Regions from separate parts of the Macaca mulatta genome. Here region 2 is linked to region 1. Evidence: chromatin contacts called from public Hi-C data. All regions are on one chromosome and are shown on one strand. Each heading gives the region's core, a stretch centred on a gene start, on an enhancer-like site or on the middle of the called end of the contact. The rest is flanking DNA. Distances are from core to core; before and after follow the strand shown.

What was found. Hi-C and Micro-C count contacts between places; a contact is called where the count stands out from the background.
Region 2: a contact with region 1 is called in a Hi-C map of blood, with 3 times the contacts expected there. The contact joins the promoter of OTUD5 here to the promoter of PIM2 in region 1. A contact is called at or near these places in 3 of 14 Hi-C or Micro-C datasets (CD4 T cells, blood and liver).

The regions. Positions count from the first base shown.
Region 1 is chrX:48,992,825-48,999,186 of T2T-MMU8v2.0, forward strand. It overlaps PIM2 (Pim-2 proto-oncogene, serine/threonine kinase), which reads right to left and starts at 2,495. Exons shown (of 6, transcript NM_001265848.1): 1 at 2,264-2,495; 2 at 2,026-2,135; 3 at 1,273-1,323. The coding sequence starts at 2,324. OTUD5 (OTU deubiquitinase 5) reads right to left here. Exons shown (of 10, transcript XM_077988722.1): 10 at 5,676-6,362.
Region 2 is chrX:49,032,159-49,038,520 of T2T-MMU8v2.0, forward strand. It overlaps OTUD5 (OTU deubiquitinase 5), which reads right to left and starts at 3,139. Exons shown (of 10, transcript XM_077988722.1): 1 at 1,757-3,139. The coding sequence starts at 2,350. It overlaps LOC114675170 (U6 spliceosomal RNA), which reads right to left and starts at 4,060; the gene lies at 3,954-4,060. It overlaps KCND1 (potassium voltage-gated channel subfamily D member 1), which reads right to left. Exons shown (of 8, transcript XM_077988711.1): 8 at 5,768-6,362.

The DNA.
Region 1 (6,362 bases), core at 1,245-3,744:
AGTAGGGCTGAATAAATATTTGTCAAACAGGTAAAACAATTAGTAAAAAATGCCCTAGCAAAAAATGAGCTCTCAATAATTATGTAATACTTTGCTGAGTGTCTAGAGTTGTGTCTGTCATATAGTAGGTGTTCAATATACCTAATTTGTTAAACAGCTGACTGATTTATTGCAAAGGACCTAGTACAAAAGGACTTAGTGTTATCATGTATTTTGTCAGCATCACCAAGCACCTAGAACTAGTCAATAAAAAGCATAAACGTGGCCCTGCACAGTGGCTCACGCCTGTAATCCCAACACTTTGGGAGGCTGGGGCAGGCAGATCACCCGAGGTCGGGAGTTCGAGACCAGCCTGACCAACATGGAGAAACCCCGTCTCTACTAAAAATACAAAATTAGAGGCCGGGCGCGGTGGCTCAGCACTGTGGGAGGCCGAGGCAGGTGGATCACCTGAGGTCGGCAGTTCAAAACCTGCCTGGCCAACATGGTGAAACCCTGTCTCTACTAAAAATATGAAAATTAGCTGGGCATGGTTGTGCGCTCCTGTAGTCCCAGCTACTCGGGAGGCTGAGGCAGGAGAATCGCTCGAACCCAAGAGACGGAGGTTGCAGTGAGCCGAGATTGCGTCACCTCACTCCAGCCTGGGCAACAGAGGGAGACTGTGTCTCCAAAAAAATAAAGAAAAATAAAGTATAAACGCTACTGGCCACAAAATCCGCCCCCCAACCGCCTCCCCACGCCCTGCGCAGGAACACTTCGACCAGCAACCTTCTTGGCTGAGGTAGAGCCCTCTCCTGGCCAGGCTGCTGACTTGCACAGCAGCAGACGTTTTCTCGCCGAGACGCAAAAATTCCGATATTGCGCAGGCGCAATTTCCTCTAGAGCCCACCAGGGGGCGCTCCCAACTCTACAACTTGCCCAGACCCGCCCTGATGTCGGTTAGCGCTATAACGGCAGGAGAGAAGCAGCCACCATCACCATGGTAACCAGTGACCTCTGCCCCTCGTTCCCCACCAGCATGCCCTGCGGGCAGTCCCCCAGCAGTGTTTGGAGGGTGGATGGGAAAGGATTGTTGGAGGGGAGAATCCAGGGCTCTAGGGGAATTGGGGTAAATCAGAACTGTATGTCACCCCAAGGGAGTATACATGGGCTGGCAGGAGTGTTCTCACTGTTACAGGGCCCAGGGAGTCATACATCCCCTGAAAAGCAAGGAGGTGAATTCATCATCAGTGATGGAATAGGTAGGTCAGGAAGGGCTCCGAAGGTACTCACCAAGGGGGACCAGCCCAGCACACGATTCCGGGGAATCACTTTGATGGCCACCTGGAGAAGAGAGGGGCATGGTAAGGAGGCCAGCCAGTGATCCCCAGACCCCTCCCAGTCTAGACCTTCTGCCTACCTCCAGTATTCCTCCATCTACCAGCAGTCTAGTCTTTCTGATCTCCAACCACACCACCCCACACAACTCATACCAGGGCGTCTCCACTGCCCTACAAGTCCTCGGAACCAGGTTCATCTCTCTCACCTTCCTGAGCCCTGGGCTCTCCGTTCTCAGGCACCAGGACTCATCACTCCAAGTCCTGAGTTCTAGATTTCCTGATACCCCAGGCCCACAATCTTCCTATTTAGCTCTACGACACCCCAACTCTGTACCAGGGTCCTGGTCCGTATGACTTCACACTGGACACCTACCTCCAAAAGTCCCATAAATCTCACATCTAGGTCCCCGCTTTCCCACACATACGCAGCCTGGACCCTGGGGTCGAGGACCTCCGGAATCTGAAGCCCCCTGTCCCCTCACCCCCAACACAACCCCCTAGACCGACACACACGCGCGCACACGCACACACACACCTGGCCCTCTACACACACTGCAGGCTCACTCCTCGGACACACACACACACACACACCCCCGGTCCTCTACACACTCTGCAGGCTCACTCCTCGGTCAACCAGCATTCCAGGCCCAGGATCCCCGCCCCCGCCACACGCACCTGACCCTCCCAAGACCCTTGTGACGGATACCTGGAGTCGATCTGTGAGGCGGTGTCCTGCGAAGACGGTGCCAAAGCCCCCCTTACCCAGGAGGGGGCCGAGTCGGTACTCGGCCTCGAACGCTTCCCGATCCTTGCCTCCTACGCAGGCGGAGGCGAGGAAGTCAGGGTGGTAGCGTGCTGAGCCCAGCCACGACTCCCTCCCCCCGCGCTGCAACCCATCATTCCAGCCCACCCCGTCTGGTTGTAGCAGGGGAGGATGTGCTCACCTGGCGGCGGCGTGGGGGTCACGGGGGGCGCAGGAGGCCCCTGCAGAGGCTTAGTCAACATGGAGGTGGCGCTGCGCAGATTGAGTCCACTGAATCCGCTAAGCCCGCAGGGCGTGGACGCCCGGGGCAGCGCAGCTGGGGAGCCAGGGCTGGGGGGCGCCAGGGTGGAAGGCAGAGAAACTGGTGGTCCGGAAGCGCCCGCAGACGGCGCAGCGTTAAGATTCGCCGCGCGCGCCAGCCCCAATGCTACTGAGCCTGGGCACGCGCCTCCCGGGAGAGTCACCCTGGGCGACAGCCCCGCCCACCTGGCTTTGATCAATCCGGACGCGGCACCTGCTGTACCACAGCCAATCGGAGCCACTCCTTATTTGCATACCACCCTCATCGTTTCAAGTGCCCCCTTATGCAAATACACGCTCGGTTCTTCCGAGGAGGCGGGGCCTGCATGTAAATGAGGGGGCTTGAGGTGGGGCTCACACCAAGAGGAAACCGGTTCTGGGAATCCCTTTGCAGCACCGCGCTTGTTTTGGTTGTTGCGCGGGGTTGTTGTTGGTAGTGGTGGCGGTGTGTGTATTTACACTTAAAAAATAACTGCGCAGTATCCTTTCCTGGGAAGTTGGTTTGCCGCCGCTGCCTGGATATTAGCACAGAGATAGCGCCAGGCCGGGCTTCTAAGAATCTATCCAGGACCCCGTCTCGAAAGGTGCTTGTCGGACTCCTTCACCGGAGTCTTCCAGGCGGCCTTCACTGGAAAGCTGAGGCCAGAGCCCTGGAAATATCTGGTAGCCAGGGAGGGGGAACCCACACCATCAACGCCACGGGTGCGCATTGGTCAAAGGCAGCATTGCCTGGGGAGTGTTTATTGGAGCTTTTAACCCTGAGCCCTGGGCCCAGTCAGCAGGTCTAGAATCTAGAACAGCAGAGGGTGGTTCTTGGGGGATGGGGGTGAGCCCAGAGTGGTGGTGGCATGGGCTGCACTTGGAGTTGAGAGAGGCAAGGACTGAGAAACATGATAGAGGCTGCTAGACAAGTGGCAACCCTGACACAAATTTGTGAAAAACAGCCAGAGAAGGCGCCACACCCCAGGAAGAAAAATGCACTCCAAAGACAACATGAATGCCAGGATATACACAAACACATACTGTCAGACACATTCACAGAAACGACCTAGATACACATGCAGCCAGAGACTGACATACACTTTCAGGCAGGCACACTGTCAGAAAAATAGTTATGTCCTAGAATGACACCCAGAGATACACTGTTACAGAAAGGCACTCACGCAGACCTACATTTGCCATGTGATAACACAGAAATGTCCCGTCAAACACACTGGCAGAACCTGTCACAAACACACTGTCACCATCAGACATGCACTGTCACAGCAAGACTTGTACTGTCCCAGAAATGAGAGACACAGAGTCTGTCACAGAAGATACACAGATGCTCCAGGAACACACATGCACTGCTCTGAAGGCAGACATGTACTGATGTGATAGAGTCACATTTGTGGCAGTGTCACAAAAGCAGACATGGATAGACCTGTTCAGACACAGACACACATACACCATGACACATGCAGCTTATCAATGGAACAAACTGTCCAGAAATAGCTACCCAGAATCTGTTGCAGGAACACAAACGGACATCCACCCCATCAGACAGAAACCACAGATGCACTGTCACAGACCCACGCAGGCATGCACTGATCTTGGCTTTAGACACAAACTGTCAGAGATAAGAGTCCCACACTCAGTCACCATCTGACACACCTGGAAACAAGCCCTCATCACACACACAACTGGAGACACTGTGAGCTGCACATGAAGACTTGGACTCACCACAGTCACACACACACAGACACCACCAAAAAAGCATACATGTATTCTCCTTTGTTCACCCAACATTATTAGGGGTTGGTTTGCTATAAGCCTGCCAGGCCTTGATGGGGATGTTGCTATTAGAGATGTACAGATAAGTCAGGCATCAAACCTGTGCCATGAAGTTTATCTGTAGTACAGTTACTGGGGAGATTTTTAGATAGAAGTGAGAATGTGAATGGGCTTCTCAGCAGGTGACCCTCTACTTGTCTTGAAAGACAAAGTTGGTGGCTCAGGACAGGGGAGGGCAAATTGCAGGCAAAAGCCAAGAATACTGGATAGAGCGGTGAGAGATTGGCAGGGGCCAAACGGTGCAGGAACTTCTACAAAAAGGATAGTACTACTAACATTTGTGCTCTCAATGTGCCAGGCACTGTGCCCAGTAGTACATTACTTTGATCATACATATTCCCTCTAGATGATCACAAGCAGACAGCATGAGGGATTTTTTTTTTTTTTTTTTTAAGACGGAGTCTCGCTCTGTCGCCCAGACTGGAGTGCAGTGGCGCAATCTCGGCTCACCGCAACCTCCACCTCCCAGGTTCAAGTGATTCTCATGCCTCAGCCTCCCAAGTACCTGGGATTACAGGCACGTACAACCCACCCAGCTAATTTTTGTATTTTTAGTAGAGATGGGGTTTCTCCATGTTGACCAGGCTGGTCTCGAACTCCTGATCTCAGGTGATTCACCCACCTCAGCCTCTCAAAGTGCTGGGATTACAGGCGTGAGTCACTGCACCCAGCCTAATCACCTCTTGTACAGATGAGACACTTGAAACTCAGAGAAGCTATGAATTGACCAGGGCCACACAGCTAGAAAATGCCAGGCAAGGTTTCAAAGCAACTCTACAACAAATAGATGCTTGGCCATTGGGTTCCAGAGACACCCCACAGCCAGCCACTCAGCTAGCCATGCCCTCAACTGCAGAGCCAGACACACATCCAGCCAGAGGGTCTCCATTATCATGGCATGGTGAAAAAGATGCTTGAGAAAACCTGGGGGCTAGCCAGCCTTCTTTACCTTGGATTTACCCCTAGGAAGGGCAGGGAAAGAGGTGTCAGACTGGGGGACAAGAAAAAGGGTTTAGCCATCCTTCACCTTCTAAAACCTAGTGGGGAAGGCCCCTCTGGTTACTTCCACTAAACCCATGTCGCTACAAAGTATTAGTTGTACTTTTCCAAGGTTTTTCTTCATCAGATCATGATAAGGAAAGAGCAACATTCATGGTAAGAGGCAGGCAAAGAAGCTGGAATTCAGGCAGGAAGTTCAAGCTCACAGTCCTCTGCTACCATCACACCCCCAGGAAATAGGGTAGGCAGGGGTGGGGTCAGCAGGCAAAGACGCAGCTTTTCCAGTGGTAATAGGTCCAGAAGGAGGTTTAATAAGCAGCAAATAAAATACAAACACCAGGCACCCAGACAGACCCTGCTGGAGAGCACTCACACCTCTGAGGTCAAGCCAAGGTCCGTGCCATTGCCTCCTCTGCCCAGAGGCCCGCCCAACCCCTGCCCCACACAGAACAGAGCTGCTCAGGGAAACTGACATTTGGTTTTATTGTGCCAAGGACATTACAGATGGTGGATCTTGTCAACACCTGCAGGGCACGGGTGCCCCATCTGCCAAAGCTGCTCCCACACTCCTTATAACTCAAATCCCGGGTGGCAGCCATAATCCCCAAAGATGCCCCCCACCCCAAGATTCCAAAGAGGCTAGTGGTGGTGGAAGCAAAAGGAATGCAGCAAGGTCAGGGTTTCATTGTCCAAGCCGGCCTGACACCTGCCGCCCTGCCCTGCCCTTGCCCAGTGCACACCCTAGACCCTGGACCAGCCTCCATGCAGCTGGAGGCCAGAAGACAGCAACCCACATCTTTGTGCCCTCCTCCATGCCCCATGGCCTGCCTGCCCAGAGAGATGCCACCTTCACAGAGCCACTGCTGTCGTCTATATCATTTTTGATTAGTTGATTTTATAAGATAAAAGTACATTTTAATAAAGAAAAAATTCAACATTGAAGGCTCAGACGTTCTTGGGGTACTGGGAAGGGAAATTTCCCACTTCTTCCTCCCACCTCCCTGGCATGAGTGTGGGTGGGGGGGGAGGGCAAGTTTTTCTCATCTTGGAAGGAATGAGGGGCAGGGAGACTTTCCTCTGTCTGAATGTCTCTCTCCTCTGGGGCTGCCTGGCTGCCAGTTGGTCTGTCTCTGTGTGCCTCTCGTCTA
Region 2 (6,362 bases), core at 1,889-4,388, 40 kb after region 1:
GAGGTGAGGTGACAGTACCCTAAGGACAGGTTCAGAAATCAGGTCCTAAGGTGGGGAACAGGCCTTCGCACACCTGAGGTAGGATTCAAACCCTTGGAGGTAGACTCAGGACCCTGTTCCACAGGGATCCTTTATCCATGCCCCAAGGGAAGGGTCTCAGGGCTCAGGCGTCGGGGGAGGAGTCCTCCTGTTTCTCAGGGGTACACCTTAAGTTCCTTGAGGAGGAAGCTCAGACCTTACCTCTAGACACACAAGTCACCAGGGTATGTATGAGTCTCCCATCCCTGAAGGAAAGCTCAAGTGTCCTTGGCAGAGTGGGTCTCAGGCCCTTAAATGTAGGCAGAGATCTGTAGGGAGGCCCCAGACATGATCTCTGGGATCCCATGTTGCCCATGTCCCCTGAGGAGTAGTCTCAGGCTCAAGTTCCCAAGGCAAGGGTCATATGTCCCTGACAAGAAGCTTAGGCCCAAAGAGGGGAGGGCCTCAAACCCCTGTTACAAAAGGGAAAATGAGATACTGTATCCCCAAGGTATGTTTCAGTCCCTTATAATTGGGGTAAAAAGGTCACATATGCTTGTGGGGTAGGGAGTCTCGGACCCCCAAAACCACTCAGACACTAGTCTTAAGAAGAAGAATCTCCTAAGGCTTCACCTTGTCTGAGACCTTTGCAGCAGAACACCACGCCCCCAAAGAGGCCTCAGACTCGGTCTCTAAAAACCTCAGTCCATAAGCAGATAGATCTTAGGCCCTAGGATCCAACGCTGTGAGTCTTCATTTTCCTGAAGAAAGGTTCAGGCCCCTGGTGGGGGTGCTGAGGGCCCATCTCTTCTTACAAGAAGCTTAAGATCCTGAAGAGAGTCAGGGCCTTGTCTCCGAAGAGGTAGGTCTCAGCCACTGATAGGAAATGCAGACCTTTGTCACTCAGAAAGCGGATGAGTCTCTTGTACTCAAGTAAAGCTGCTGGTCCTTGGGTGTTGGTTTCGGTCCCTGTCCCCAAGGGCAAGGGAATCATATCTCCCTGCGAAAAGTCTTACATCCCTGGAAAAAGCTTAGAAGATCCCTGTCCTTAAAGGGTGTGTGTGTGTGTGTGTGTGTGTCTGTGTGTGTCAGGACCTTGATTCTACAATAAGGACTCTCAGGCCCCTGAAGACAGACTTAGGACCCTTGAGGTCTCAGGTCTGGCTATTCAGTGGTCCTGTGCCGTGTTACCTAGCGAAGCAGGAGAGGACTGTCCTACATGCAGAGTGTCTTAGACTCTTGAAAGGGCTTAGGCTCCTTGGGGATGTTCAGACCCGATCTCTGAGGTCTCCACCTTATTTGACTTTCCTGGAGGAGGAATCTCAAACTTCTATCCCAAAGGAAAAGAGCTCTTAAGCCACTGAACACAGACCTAGGTCTTTTGGAAGACCTGAGACTCCTGCTCAAGAGGGGCGCGATCCTACCTGTGTCTCTTGGAGAATTCCCACCTATTGGCCCTACAAGATGAGGTCCCAAGGACTGAAATGACGATTACAGACCCTAAAAGAGGCCTCGGATCCCATCTTTAAGTCTGCCACCTTATCGTAGACCTCTAGCCCCAAATCCCTGGAGGGGAGGAAAGAAGGCATCTCACACCCCTACCACCAGAGAAGACTATCAGGCCCAGTGAAAACGCCTAAATCCCTTGGGGCGATCTCAAACAGCCTTCCTTGAGGCTCTTCACAGTCTGGGGGTCCCATCTGCCGTAGCCGCCCACCCCTCATCCCGCAGCTCTTACCTGCTCGACAGTGGCAGGGTCCATAGCCTCGATGCGTGCTGCAGCCGCCTCATACTCGTCCTCACTGTTGTAGCCTGCGCCGACCTCCTCACGCTCGGGACTGCCCCCGCCAACCGCGCCAACCCCGGGAGCTTGACGTCGCCGCTTGCTGTGCCCAGGCCCGGAGCAGCAGCCGCCCACGCCTACGGCACCACCCACACCCACCACCACGCCCGCGGCACCCACACCCGCCGCCGCTGCGCCCAGCGCGTCGCCGGGACCGCCGCCGGGACCACCTGGGCCCCCGCAAGGAGGTGGAGAAGCCTGTTGTGGCCGGGGACCCGCCACTGCACCAGGCGGCACGGCCAGCGCCCAGCGATGAAGTGCGCCCGGCGGTCCTGGTAGCGGGCCTTGAGGCGGTGGCGAAGCTCGCGGACGGGCCCCCACGACGCCGGAGTCACGGTCGCGATCGCCGCCGCCCACGCCCGTGCCGCCGCCGCCCACGCCCACACCCCCGCCGCGCCGCGGCGCCGGGGGCAGCGGCCCGGGCGGCGGCGGCTCGTTGGCGGGGTCGGCGTCGGGAGGCGGCGGCTTCTTTTTGGGGAGTATAGTCATGGCTGCACCGCCGAGTACCCCCCAACAAACCCGGCGCGAGGCACGCCGGGAGAGAACCCGGATGAGGGGGGGCTAATGTAGTGCGCTAAGCACGACGGGAACGGCGAAACCCGGATAAAGGGATCGCGGCACCGGTTCGAGAACCCTCGGCGGCGGCGGCGGCGGCGGCGCGCGGGTCACGCCGGGAGGAGAACCCGGATGTAAAGTCCAAGATGAAGGCAGTGCGGCGAGTTTGTCGGAACCTTCTCTCCAAGTCCAGCAAATTTATTGCTACGCTTGTTCCGGCCTTCTGCTTCAAAGGAAACAGAACCAAAACAAGCACCTCTTCGCTCCGCCCCCTCGCAGGTTCTTGCACTACCGGGTGGGGCCCCGGGGCGCTGCGCACGCGCGCCAGGGCACAGCCCCGCCCCTTGCTCGGAAGTACGTGGGCAAAATCGCCGCCGCAGCCACAACAATTGCGAACACCAACCAATTGAGCAGCTGCGTGGGTCCTCGACGACGCCCACGGGCCAATCACAGGCGAGTGCTCGCCCTCCGGTGCCCTCCGTCTCAAATTTCAGTCAAAGTCGACACCCTGGTTCCCAGCCTTTCTCCCCGTCGGTCCCGTCTTGCTCTTCACTTTTCTCCCCGAAGCTCTGACTCGCAGTCGTCGGTACTGCGGACGGACAGCGTGGCCTGTCCCACGTACGACAGGAAAAACACCTCCCCTCCAGGCTTCCAACTTGAACGCTGTCAGCCGGAATGACTGGAAAACATCAACACTCCCAGAGCATAGCATTCCCCTGTAGCGTCACTTCCGGTCCCACCCACCTACAAATATCCTTCCGGGGGAGGCGGACACCGCTTCACCCCGGCAACAGCCTGAGTTCTGCGGTGATTGGCTAAAAGACGCCGTCACTCGCGTCATACCGACCAACCTTGGGACAGACAAGCACCGTGGGGACAGTGGTTGTTTGGGAAACAGACACGCCTTCTCTGGCACCACAGCACTCTCGCCCTCGGGTTGACCTCCCCGGCCCTATGGCTAGTGCGCAGGCGCGGCCCAGCCTTTTTTTTTTTTTTTTTTTTTTTTTTTTTTTTTTCCCCCCCTTCTAATCGAGACGGGGGTCTCACTCTGTCGCCCAGGCTGGAATGCGGTGGCGCGATCATAGCTCACTGCAAACTCCAACTCCAAGGTTCAAGCGATCCTCCCGCCTCAGTCTCCCGAATAGCTGGAACCGCAAGCGCGCACCACTACGCCCGGCTAATTTTTTTTTCACTTTTTTGTAGGGACAAAGTCTCGCTATGTTGCCCAGGCTGATCTCCACCTCCTGGGCTCAAGCGATCCTCCCGCCTCGGCTTCGCAGAGTGCTGGGATTACAGGCGTGAGTCACCGCGCCTGGCCAAGCCCAGCCTTTTTCTAAAACTGAGTTTGCTTGGGTCGATCGAGGTTTATGAATCAGCTCTGTCACCAGTCAGCGTCTCGAAATGGGGTTGGCAGAATCCCTGCTATTGAGTAGCTGGAGAGCTACACGCTAATTCTAGCTCTGCGCTTCCTGTCTGATTGATCTTTGTCAGTCATTTAACTCCCACCCCGTCCTCAATTTTTGTTATTGTTGTTTACTTTTTTATAGAACGCTTCACGTATTTGCGTGTCATCCTTTCGCATAGTGCCATGCTAATCTTCTCTGTATCGTTCTAAGTTTAGTATATGTGGTGCGAAGTGAGCACCCATCCTCAATTTCTATTCTATAAATTGGCAATGATAATTCCAATCTGAGGATCAGAGATTAATGCTTCTGAAGGGCCTGGTGTTGTGCCCAGCACATAGGAAGTGTTCAATAAAGTAGTCTGCATGGTGGTGCAGTGGAAGGATCGTAGGCTTTGGAGCCAGAAAGACCTCAGTTCCAGGCACAGATGGACCATTACCAACTGTATGATCTTGAGCAAGTCATTGTGTTGCTTTTGAGATTACCCATGTGTAAAACGGGAATGATAATGCCTGCCCAGACTACCTCAGGGAATGGTTATGGGGTTCAGATGAGCTGATGAACCAAGAAGGTATTTGGAGTTCACTTCCAGTCTTAGGAGACAAGCCATACAACAGGTTGACTGAAAGAGACCATGGGAAAGCTGTTTTGAGTATAGCCTTGCCTCCCTTCAGATACTAACCCTAGTTGAAGTTCTTCCCTGAAAGGTGTAAGTAATAAATGGGTTCTAAGTAGTGTTTTCTGCTCATGAGACTTAATGGGAGGAGGGGACTTTCATGTTTACCAGGCCTGTTGTGTTCATGGCTCTGTGCCAGATGCACATTATCACATTGAATCTTCTCATGACCATCTCACCCTAGCCCCATATATTTCACTCACTACACATCTAAAACTGAACTCAAGATAGTAATCATGGCTACCCTTCACCAAGTACTTACTATGTACCTAGCACTGAGTGCTAACAGCTTTGATGTTCCCTTTACCAGGGAATAGCACTCCCATCCAGCCGTTGTCCAAGCCAGAACCTGGGAGTCAACCTTGACTGCTCCCTCTTCCTCAACTCCCACATGCCTGTCAATCCCAAGTCCTGCCAATTCTACCTCCCAAATCTCTAGACTCTCCAATTCTACTGCCACTACTCTAGTCCAAGCCACTGTCCCCTACCACCTAAACTATTATAAAAGCCTCCTCCCTACTTTTCTTCCTTCCAGGACTGTTTCTCTATATCTACTCTCCATAGCCAGAATGATCATTCTGAAACACAAACTTCATCATGACTTTTCTGTTTAAAAGCCTTTAGAAGTCCCCACTATCTTTAGGATGAAGTTCAAAATTCGCGTCATAGCGTCAAAGCTTTTTGTTATCTGGCCTACCTCTCCATCCTTCCTCTCCTCAGCCCCACACTCTCCTCCCCAGCTGGACTGAAATACTTTCAGTTCCCCAAAGGCCTGAGCTCACTCTCTAACCTCCAGGTCATTGCACATGCTGTTCCCTCTGCCCAGAACATTGCATCCTTTGATTTGCTGCCTGGCTAACTCCAACTCATTCCTTGTGTGTTGGCCAGGTTAAGTTCTCCTGCCATCTGCATGCTTCTATAACCCATGGATCTTAGTTCTGCCACACCATGTTGTAATTACTTGTCTGCCTTCCATGCTCAACTATACATCAGAGACAATGTCTACTTTGCCCACCTTTGTATCCCTAGGGCTGGCACATAATGGAAGTTAATAAATATTTGGTGACTAAATGAATTATCCCTATTTCACAGATTAGCAACCTGAGGCAAGAGAAGGTAAATGATTCTCTCACCCAGGGACTGGAACCCAGATCAACCTGAATCCATCGTCTGTCTGCTCAGTGCTCTACAGAACTCAGCCACACACTAACCTAGTGTAGCCAGTAGCCCAGAAGAGAGAATGTAGGGGGCGTCCATAAGGAAAGGAAATTCACCAAACCAAGTGATGCTTTTATTAGGGTTAAATTCAGAGTTGTTTGCTGTCAGGAAGCCTGGGTTTAAGTCTCCTCTATGTGTTTCTCTGGGTCTCAGTTTCCCCATCTGTGAATCAGGAAGCTGGCGCAGATGATATCCAAGGAGGAATGTCTCAGGACCCCCTGGCCTGCCTCACTGGCTGTAGATGGACTCCTCAAACCACGTTCTTTCATTTCTCCTGGATCCCCGTCTTCCAGAATACATCACCAACCATCCATCTCCCATACCTTGACCCATACCTGCCCTTCTCCTAGCCAAAAGGGATTGAAATCAGAGTGTTTTCAACCCCCAAGCCCAACCCAGCCCCCAAATCCACAGAGCCAGGAGATACTCAGTCCTCATCTCTCCTCTCAGGTTTTATTGACTGATGGAAACTACATCTTTGTCAGCCGCCAGCTCCATGGGGACAGTGCTGGGGACAGGGAACCTGAGATGATGCCAGATTTCAGCCTGAGAGCAGAGTTCTGGAAGGTGACCCAAGAGGGAGAAGAAAGGAATATGGGAAAAGGAATTGTAGGGGAGGAGGAGGAGAAGTTCCTCCTGTCTCCTATAA